Linked DNA regions of Hordeum vulgare: region 1 is linked to region 2. The links are chromatin contacts, called in public Hi-C maps. All regions are on one chromosome and are shown on one strand. Each heading gives the region's core, a stretch centred on a gene start, on an enhancer-like site or on the middle of the called end of the contact. The rest is flanking DNA. Distances are from core to core; before and after follow the strand shown. Region 1 has its middle 120 kb from the start of LOC123444394. Region 2 holds the start of LOC123444393 (chaperone protein ClpB1-like).

Region 1 (4,133 bases), core at 1,620-4,119, 320 kb before region 2:
CAAAATTTCGGAGCCACCGAGACACATGACCTCTTTAACAGAAACTTGGCACCTTTTTTTGGTTTCACCGAAAAGGAGAACGCAGTTCTACCGAGACCTGTCTCAGCAACCCTAAAACCAAAAATCGGTACTACTGACTTTTTCAACTCGGCGACACCGAGATTCAATCTAGCGGAAGTCAAAGCTAAAATCTTAATTGCTCGCTATTCTAAAGGATTTTTCTGCTGGATAGAATATTTGAAATCATGGATAGAAATAGGTAGTACTTAATTTGCGAAGGATTTAGATGGGGAGCGCAAAAAGTGATCGAATCCATACCCTAACTTGGTGTGGATCCTCTATGGCGGCGACGGCGGTGAATATTTCGTCGGCGGCTAGGACTTCAATGGCGAGGGCGCACGGGAGGATCAATATTGATGTCTAGGGGACTAGGGCACGACATCAAGGGGTGCGGCGATGCGACATTTGAAAGAAATTTTTCAGTAGTCGGGTTTGCTCGTATTTATATCCCCTTACCATCGATGACACCAGGTTGTGATTTTCGGTGCCACCGAATTCCATGACTGTCAACTGGCAGGGAAACTCAGTGAGGCCAAAAAGGCAAACTCGGTTACAGCGAGATTAATAAAACTGATCAACCCTATGCTTCAATTGGACCGAGATTTTGAGATTGGCCACACCGAGATGCACTCTGGGATGTTTTGGAATTCAGCCCTTGTCGAGACGGATCTCCGAGTGCTCCTCACACAGAGTGTCCCTAAAGTGCTTGCTCAAATTTTATGATGTAGCATGAATAGAATTTGAGACAAGAAAACATATATAGCTAGAGAAGGGTACTTAGGCATTCTTGTATATCCAATTGGCCAAATAAAATTGAAAGCCAAATAACAACAATTGGACATTCTCGAACGTGCAAATCATGCATACCAACATGCTCACACAATAAGATGTCAAATAAACATAGTGAACATGCACAAACATTCTAGCATCTGTCAAGCACTTTGGCGATGACGAATTCATCTATATGTGAATACATTGACATAGGAGCCAAGTAAGAATACTTGATCATAGGTAATACTCATCGTTTAAGCACAAGTGGGGTTACCACTTTTACATAAAGCATTAATGTGCTCATATCTTTAGGAGATGCTTACACTCAATATTTAGAGTGAAGGCCCCCCTTGATATGACATCCCCCCTAAGAGGGATAAACTAACCTTGGATTTTGTCGTAGAAGACTTCAAGTAGGTGAAGTAGTGGTGTACGCTCATTGTTGATGAAGTTCATCTTGAGTTGGGAGAAATCCTTGTTGTTTCTTATTATTCTCACCTACATGGGTTAGTCCCAAAGCAAAAGGAACAAATGCAAGAATATCTATGGACATAGAATGAAATACATGGGAGGTTATGTCCAAAGATGCATTAATTACATTGTCATTTGCTCACCTTTGAGGAAATATGTGACTCCTTGAACTAATGCATATGGTTGAGGTTGATTGCATATAATTCTTGCCAAAGTGAATAAGAGTGAATTTCATTGGCGGACTCACCCCTCAAAGAACTTTCCAGTTCTTCCTCTTGGGGACCCACATCACCTTGATGGAATCCTTGGTGTTGTGGTAGCACTAGATGAGGTAGTGCTAGAACTGTCCTTGGAAACCCACTCGACCTTGGCATGAGGTTCTTCCTCAAATGAGTCAATCTCCTCTTAAATCTTTCCCTTGCCCTTGTGGTCTTGTGATAGAAGGCCATCTTGAGAGCTTGTTCCCTTGGAAGGAGTAGGATCATACTTCTCCTCTTGAGGAACAAACTTGGGATTGTGATATGGGCCTTCTTCCAAAATTATTTTTGATGCATACAAAAGTGTAAAGTGTGTTTGAAAAAGGTGGATATCAAAACATACATTTGAAAAGAATGTTAATGTGCATTTGATATGTTAAACATGTATAAATAAAGGATTCATGTCTATACAAGAAATGTATAATATGTATAGACATCAAAACATATATTTGAAAGAAATGTTAATCATGTATTTGAAATATATTAAACGCATATAAAAAGTGTTCTCGAAGCATATGAAAATTTTACAACGTGTATGGAAAAATAATATATTAATAAATATATTTTTAAAAAATGTTACATGTGTATAAAAAAACATTTCGCTTGTTTACAATTTTTTTAGGACCTACTGGTGCGTCTACCTACTTAGGCTACAATGGAGTTACCATCAAAATAAAAAGGCTACAATGAAGTCGGAAGTCCAAATGCACCAGGGTTTTCCTAGTTACGAAACATATATGTAAAGAAAAACACAGCAAAATATATAAAGAAAAATATCGAAGACAACTTTAAGAAGAAACACAAAAAAGTAAGAGAAGAGAAAAACCATAGAAACCAAACCGAAATAAATAACTAAAACAAAAAAAAAAATCAGAACGCCGAAGATCTAGAAGAGAGCGGTAAATAAAACACAAAGACAAAAGAAAGAAAAAAAGTCGGAAAGAACGTTTTATTCATTAGCAAATCGCAGATAAAAATAATGGAAACAAAACAAACATTTAAGGAAAAACGCATAAAAGGGAAGAAATAGAAAACAACAATAAAACCAAAGAAAACAGTAAGAAACACACAGAAAATATAAAAAACAAAGAAAAACATAAACAGAACACAATAGAAAAGATAAAAAAACTAATGAAAACCGTACCAGTCGAATCATTATAGTACACGAAATAAATAAGAATAAAACCTATAAAACCAGCGAGGGAGTGAGGGAGTGTCTTCTCCCGAGCGAGCCAGTCCAGAAAAAAACCCAGCGAAACGGGGTCTGCCCAGTAGCCACGCGAGGGAAAGATCCTTCACGCGAGAGAAACTATGGGAGCTCCTATACGGCGCTGCAGGCGTCGGTTCGTGCTTCAGGCGCCTTCCCTGGGCCGGCCCATAAAACATCTCCTGACGCCCCGCTGCAGGTCTTGAAATTTTTTCATTGATTTTGTAAAACGTGAATTACAAAACGTACATTAAAATTTTATTGAAATAAAAAGCACTGAATTACATTTGAAAAAAGTTCAATGAATACGCAAAACAATTCACAGATTTTTAGAATATGTTCTTGGATTTTCAAAAATTTGCAATATTCGAAAAAATCGTCGAATTTGGTAAAACAATTCATAAATTTGTAAAAAAGAGTTCACTAATTTTGAAAAAGTTCATGAATTTTAAAATACGTTCACAGATTTTCAAAAAAAGTTCACTGATTTCAAAAAAAGTTTATAAATTTTCAATATTAGTTCATTGATTTTGAAAAAAGTTCACGAATTTTAGAATATGTTCACCAATTATCAAAAGAAGTTCAACGATTGCAGAATAAAAGATCATAATTATTTTTTAAATAATTATTTATTTTGAAAAAAGTTCACAAATTTTAAAATATGTTCACCTGTTTTCAAAAGAAGATCAACGATTTCAAAAAAACGTTCATCAATTTATAAAAATGGTTCATCGACTTTGAAAAAACTTCGCAAATTTTAAAATATATTCACAGATTTTCAAAAAAGGTTCATCGATTTAGAAAAACGTTCACAAATTTTAATTATGTTCACGGATATTCAGAAATGTCCACCAATTTCACAAAGAATTCATCGATTTGGAAAAATTTTACCAATTAAAAAATAATTCCATCCAATTTTCTAAAATAATCGTTTTGAAAGTAAATTTACATATTTCAAAAAGAACCTCAACGAACCGTTTCTACGGAATATTGAAAAGGAAAAAAGGAAAAAGACTATGGAAAAATAAAAAGGAAAAATAAAGAATAAAGGAAGTGAAAAGTTCATTTCTATCACATACCGTTGCGGTGGTGGAGTGGTTGCAACACTAGAATATCTCTTAGGCCTTGTTCGGTTTCTTTAAAACAGGAGGGGTTTGGAAGGGATTGGGAGGAATTAAATCCCCTACAAGTCAAATTCCACCTCAATCCCCTCCATTCCTCTCCAATCCCTTCCTCGGTGGGATTAACCGAATAAGGCCTTAGAGGTTGCTGGTTCGAACATCACTAGCGTTTCTTTGTTTCTTGTTATTTTTATTATTTTCCTTTGGTTTCTTTGTACCATTCTTGGTTTTTACTGGTGTTTTCTT
Region 2 (4,050 bases), core at 687-3,186:
CCAACTCTTTCCTCACCTGAATGAAACAGTTAGAGTTTTTGCACGTTGTCAGAACAGAACAGGTACAGTGAAGCTTTTGCACATTGTCTCAGTAAGTACAGAGCATAAATTAGAGAAACCAAGATCACCGAATTCACCAGTCACTCACATCAACTAGCCGAGCTTTGCTAGCCTTGTCCTTCTCCCTCTCGAGAGCATGGAGCTCGACTTCCAACTGGATCCTCTTCCTCTCGAGGTTATCGATCTCTTCAGGCTGGCTGTCAAGCTGCACCCTCACATTTGCGCAGGCCTCGTCAACCAAATCGATTGCTTTATCAGGCAGATGACGGCCTGCAACAAAACCAAAAACATCGTCAATTTATGGCCGGAGATCAAGGCGAAAACTCTGAAAATTCACCACGCAGAAATCACAATGTCAGTAAATTGGTTTGCAAGAACAGGGAGGGCACTTACCCATGATGTACCTCGCCGAGAGCTGCGCGGCGACGACGAGCGCGCGGTCCTGAATCCTCACGCCATGGTGGCCCTCGTACTTCTCCTTGAGCCCTCTGAGTATGCTGACGGTGTCGGGGACGCTGGGCTCCGCCACCAACACCTGCTGGAACCGCCTCTCGAACGCCGCGTCCTTCTCGACATACTTCCTGTACTCCTCGAGGGTCGTGGCGCCAATGCACCTGAGCTGCCCCCTCGCGAGCATCGGCTTGAACAGGTTGGCCGCGTCCATGGAACCCTCCGTCCGCCCGGCGCCGAGCACCAGGTGTATCTCGTCGATGAACAGTATCACCTTCCCCTCGGCCTCCTCCACCTCCTTGAGCACGGCCTTGAGCCGCTCCTCGAACTCGCCGCGGTACTTGGCGCCGGCCACGAGCGCGCCCATGTCGAGCGCCACCAGGCGCACGTCCAGGAGGTTGCTGGGGACGTCGCCGCGCACGACGCGCTGCGCGAGCCCCTCCACCACGGCGGTCTTGCCCACGCCGGGCTCGCCGATGAGGACGGGGTTGTTCTTGGTGCGCCGCGACAGGATCCGCACCACGCGCCGGATCTCCTCGTCGCGACCGATGACCGGGTCCAGCTTGCCCGCCACCTCCACGAGGTCGCGGCCGTACGTCTTGAGGGCCTGGAAGTTGGTGTCCCCCGACGCGGACTCCACGCGCCGGTTGTCGCCGCCACGGAGCTTCTCGACCTCGGCCTTCACCCGCGCCGCGGAGGCGCCGGCCTCCTTGAGCGCGTCCGAGATCTGAGGGTCCTCGAGGAGGCCCACGATCAGCTGGTCGACGGCGAGGTGCGAGTCGCCTCGAGACTTCTGCGCCGACTGCGCGCGGCGGACGGCCTTGACCAGCGAGGTGGACGCCGGGACGGTGTCGGGCGGCGGGGACTGCGAGGGCAGCCTCTTGAGCGCGGTGGACGCGACGCGCTCGAACGACTCGACCGCGGCGTCGTTGCCGCCGGACGCGTGGGCAATGGCCTGGCGGAGGATGCCCGACCTGTCCGCCGCGAGCGCGGCGGCGAGGTGCAGCGGCGTGAGCTGCGCGTGGCCGGCCTCGGACGCCATCTCGTGCGCCGCCGCGAGCGCCTCATTGGTCTTGTGCGTGAACTTGTCGGGATTCATGGTTTCCGCTTCTGCGAGCTACGGATTAACTGCGACAAAACTGGCAATGGTGATTGGGAGGGATTTGTGGGTTCGAAGATTCGCCTTGGTGTCTTTTTCTCGTCGGAAATTGCCGAGGGGGATCGGAGATGGGATGGGTAATAAGAGGCAGGAGGCGAGAGTTCGTCGGAGGTCTAGAACGGCGTGGAAGCGGGCCGGAAGGCGGCGAGTTAGGGGGGACAGGAACGTCCCAGAACATTCTAGTGTGCAACCGTTTCTTTGGAAAACCTGAAACCGTGCGCGTTATCCCGAGCGTTGGTCTCCTTTTTCTTAACCTGTATCTCGACCGTTGGTTCCAATTTCATGGCTTTTTGGGGGGGAGTCTTTACACCATTATCTCTACTCATATCTCTACTCTCACTAGTAAAATGTCCGTGCTACCCTACGAATTAATATAAAATTAGGGAGAAAAGTAGTCCATTCTCGTATCGCGTTATAAAAAGGTTTGGTAGTTCTATATACTTCAATGTTTGTAAGGGCCTATCTGCTCGTTGCATTATGTTATACTAGTGCAAATCATAAAACCTATCTTTTACGTAAATGCAACCAATCAAAATCATTGGTATAATACAACATGTTTTCTTAGTTATTCTTCCTTTTTGTATTTGTCTCTACCAGTTTTACGATTTCCATCTGGTTCTTCTTTATTTCTTATTCATTTTTTCTGTTTCTTAAATACATGTCGACTTTTGTTGAATGCATGTTTAACATTTTCTATATATGGGTTAAAAATTTCAAATACACATTCAACGTTTTTCAAACAAACATTAAACATTTATCCAAAAACATGTTGAATATTACTCAAATGCATATTGAATATATTTCCAAATACACGCTGAATATTTTTTAACATGAGTTGAATACTTTTCAATAATGTCATGATTTAAAAAACGGATGGCAACTATTTTAATTGTTACCAACATTTTTTTTTTCAAATGGCACAATTGTTTTTATATGTTATAAATATTTTTATTAAATTTCACAAACTAAATTTAATATTTCATGAACATTTTAAATAATACTATATCATAAACATATATTTAAACTTGTGAAGTTTTTTGAAATGTTGTGAGCAATCTTTTGAATGGTAGGATATTATTTACAAATTACATGGAGTCTTTTTTAAATAAACAATATTTAGAAAAATGTGATGAACATATTTTAAAACGTTAGAACATTTTGTAAATCTCAGGGACATTTCCTTAAATTGCATGAACTTTGTTTTAAACCCATGCACACAGACTTCCATGAATTTTTTTTAATGTGAGGTGAACACTTATACAAAAAATCATAGAGAAACGAAAAACAAAAAATATCAAGTATTCTACGTGTTGCTTGCTTTTTTATTTGTGAAAGCTCGTTGTTTCTTTTTAGAACTGAAAGTTCGTTGCTCGGTCGTCGCATGAAGGAGACATCCAGCTCAATTATTGCTCATCGTCTGGAGCGCAAACCTCCTGACCCAGCCGCGAGAGAGGATACCAAACGATGCTAAATCATGGAAATTCATCGATGGCTGTTACGTCCCCCTTGGATGCCGTGATGCGCTTCGGCGGTACGGTGGAACGTCTCACAACAGCGCCACGATGGCAATGGCACATCATGACTGGTTGTACCGCTGTTCAGACCCGGCCAAAGTCTTCAGCACTTTCTCTCTCTCTCCCGCGCAGTGGTACGCCTTGTCAGACCTGTCTAGCCATGGCGGCTCTTCAAGCCAACACATCTTCATATGACTTGAAATCTCGAATCGTTTTCATCGTTGGGTTTCCCGCGTCGACATCTTCAAAACTATATCTCATGTTTATAGTTTTTGACAATCTTTTTTTACGAAAAAAACGACGGAAAAACGTGCCTCTCGTGATAGAAAAATAAATAAAAAACATTTTTTTTCCTTTCTGAGAGGGACGGCGCCGTGCCTCTCAAGAAGGCAAAAACGTGTCTTTCGCGGGACCAACCCGTGCGTCTTGCAAAAAACCAACAAAAACCTGTGATTTTTTTCCTTTCCGGAAGGCATGACCCTTCCGCGGAAGCAAAAACGTGGCTCTCACAAAAAAACCAAAAAATGTGTTTTTTTTCTTCTTCAAGTGGCGCAGCCGTGCCTCTCACGAAGGCAAAAACTGTGTCACTAAAAAAATAAAAAACTTTTTTTTCGTTTCAAGTAAAATCATGAAAAAAACAGAAAATACATTTTTCCATGCAAAAAAATGATTTTTTTCGTCAAAAAGCTAAGAAAGACATTTGAAAAACCGAAACACCAAAATAATCACTCAAAAAGCCAAAAAATGCTGGCGGGGAAAATAAAATAAAATAAAATAAAAAACGCTCAGAACGCGACACATGACGACGACTGAGAACGCGTCAAGCGATGGCATGTGGGAATGGTCGTTTGGAGGCTTCGAAAGGAG

Evidence for each region. Hi-C and Micro-C count contacts between places; a contact is called where the count stands out from the background.
Region 1: a contact with region 2 is called in a Hi-C map of leaf, with 4 times the contacts expected there. The contact joins the enhancer-like site here to the promoter of LOC123444393 in region 2. A contact is called at or near these places in 3 of 6 Hi-C or Micro-C datasets (all in leaf).

What each region holds. Positions count from the first base shown.
Region 1 is chr3H:483,459,372-483,463,504 of MorexV3_pseudomolecules_assembly, reverse strand. No RefSeq gene overlaps it. Among protein-coding and RNA genes, the nearest start is that of LOC123444394, 120 kb to the left of the region's middle. Within about 2 kb of position 2,869, at least 2 of the 3 cell types and tissues checked have open chromatin away from gene starts, as enhancers often do. A contact at or near this core is called in leaf, where this site is marked.
Region 2 is chr3H:483,140,335-483,144,384 of MorexV3_pseudomolecules_assembly, reverse strand. LOC123444393 (chaperone protein ClpB1-like) reads right to left here and starts at 1,936. Exons shown (of 7, transcript XM_045121090.1): 1 at 454-1,936; 2 at 149-330; 3 at 1-16. The coding sequence starts at 1,609.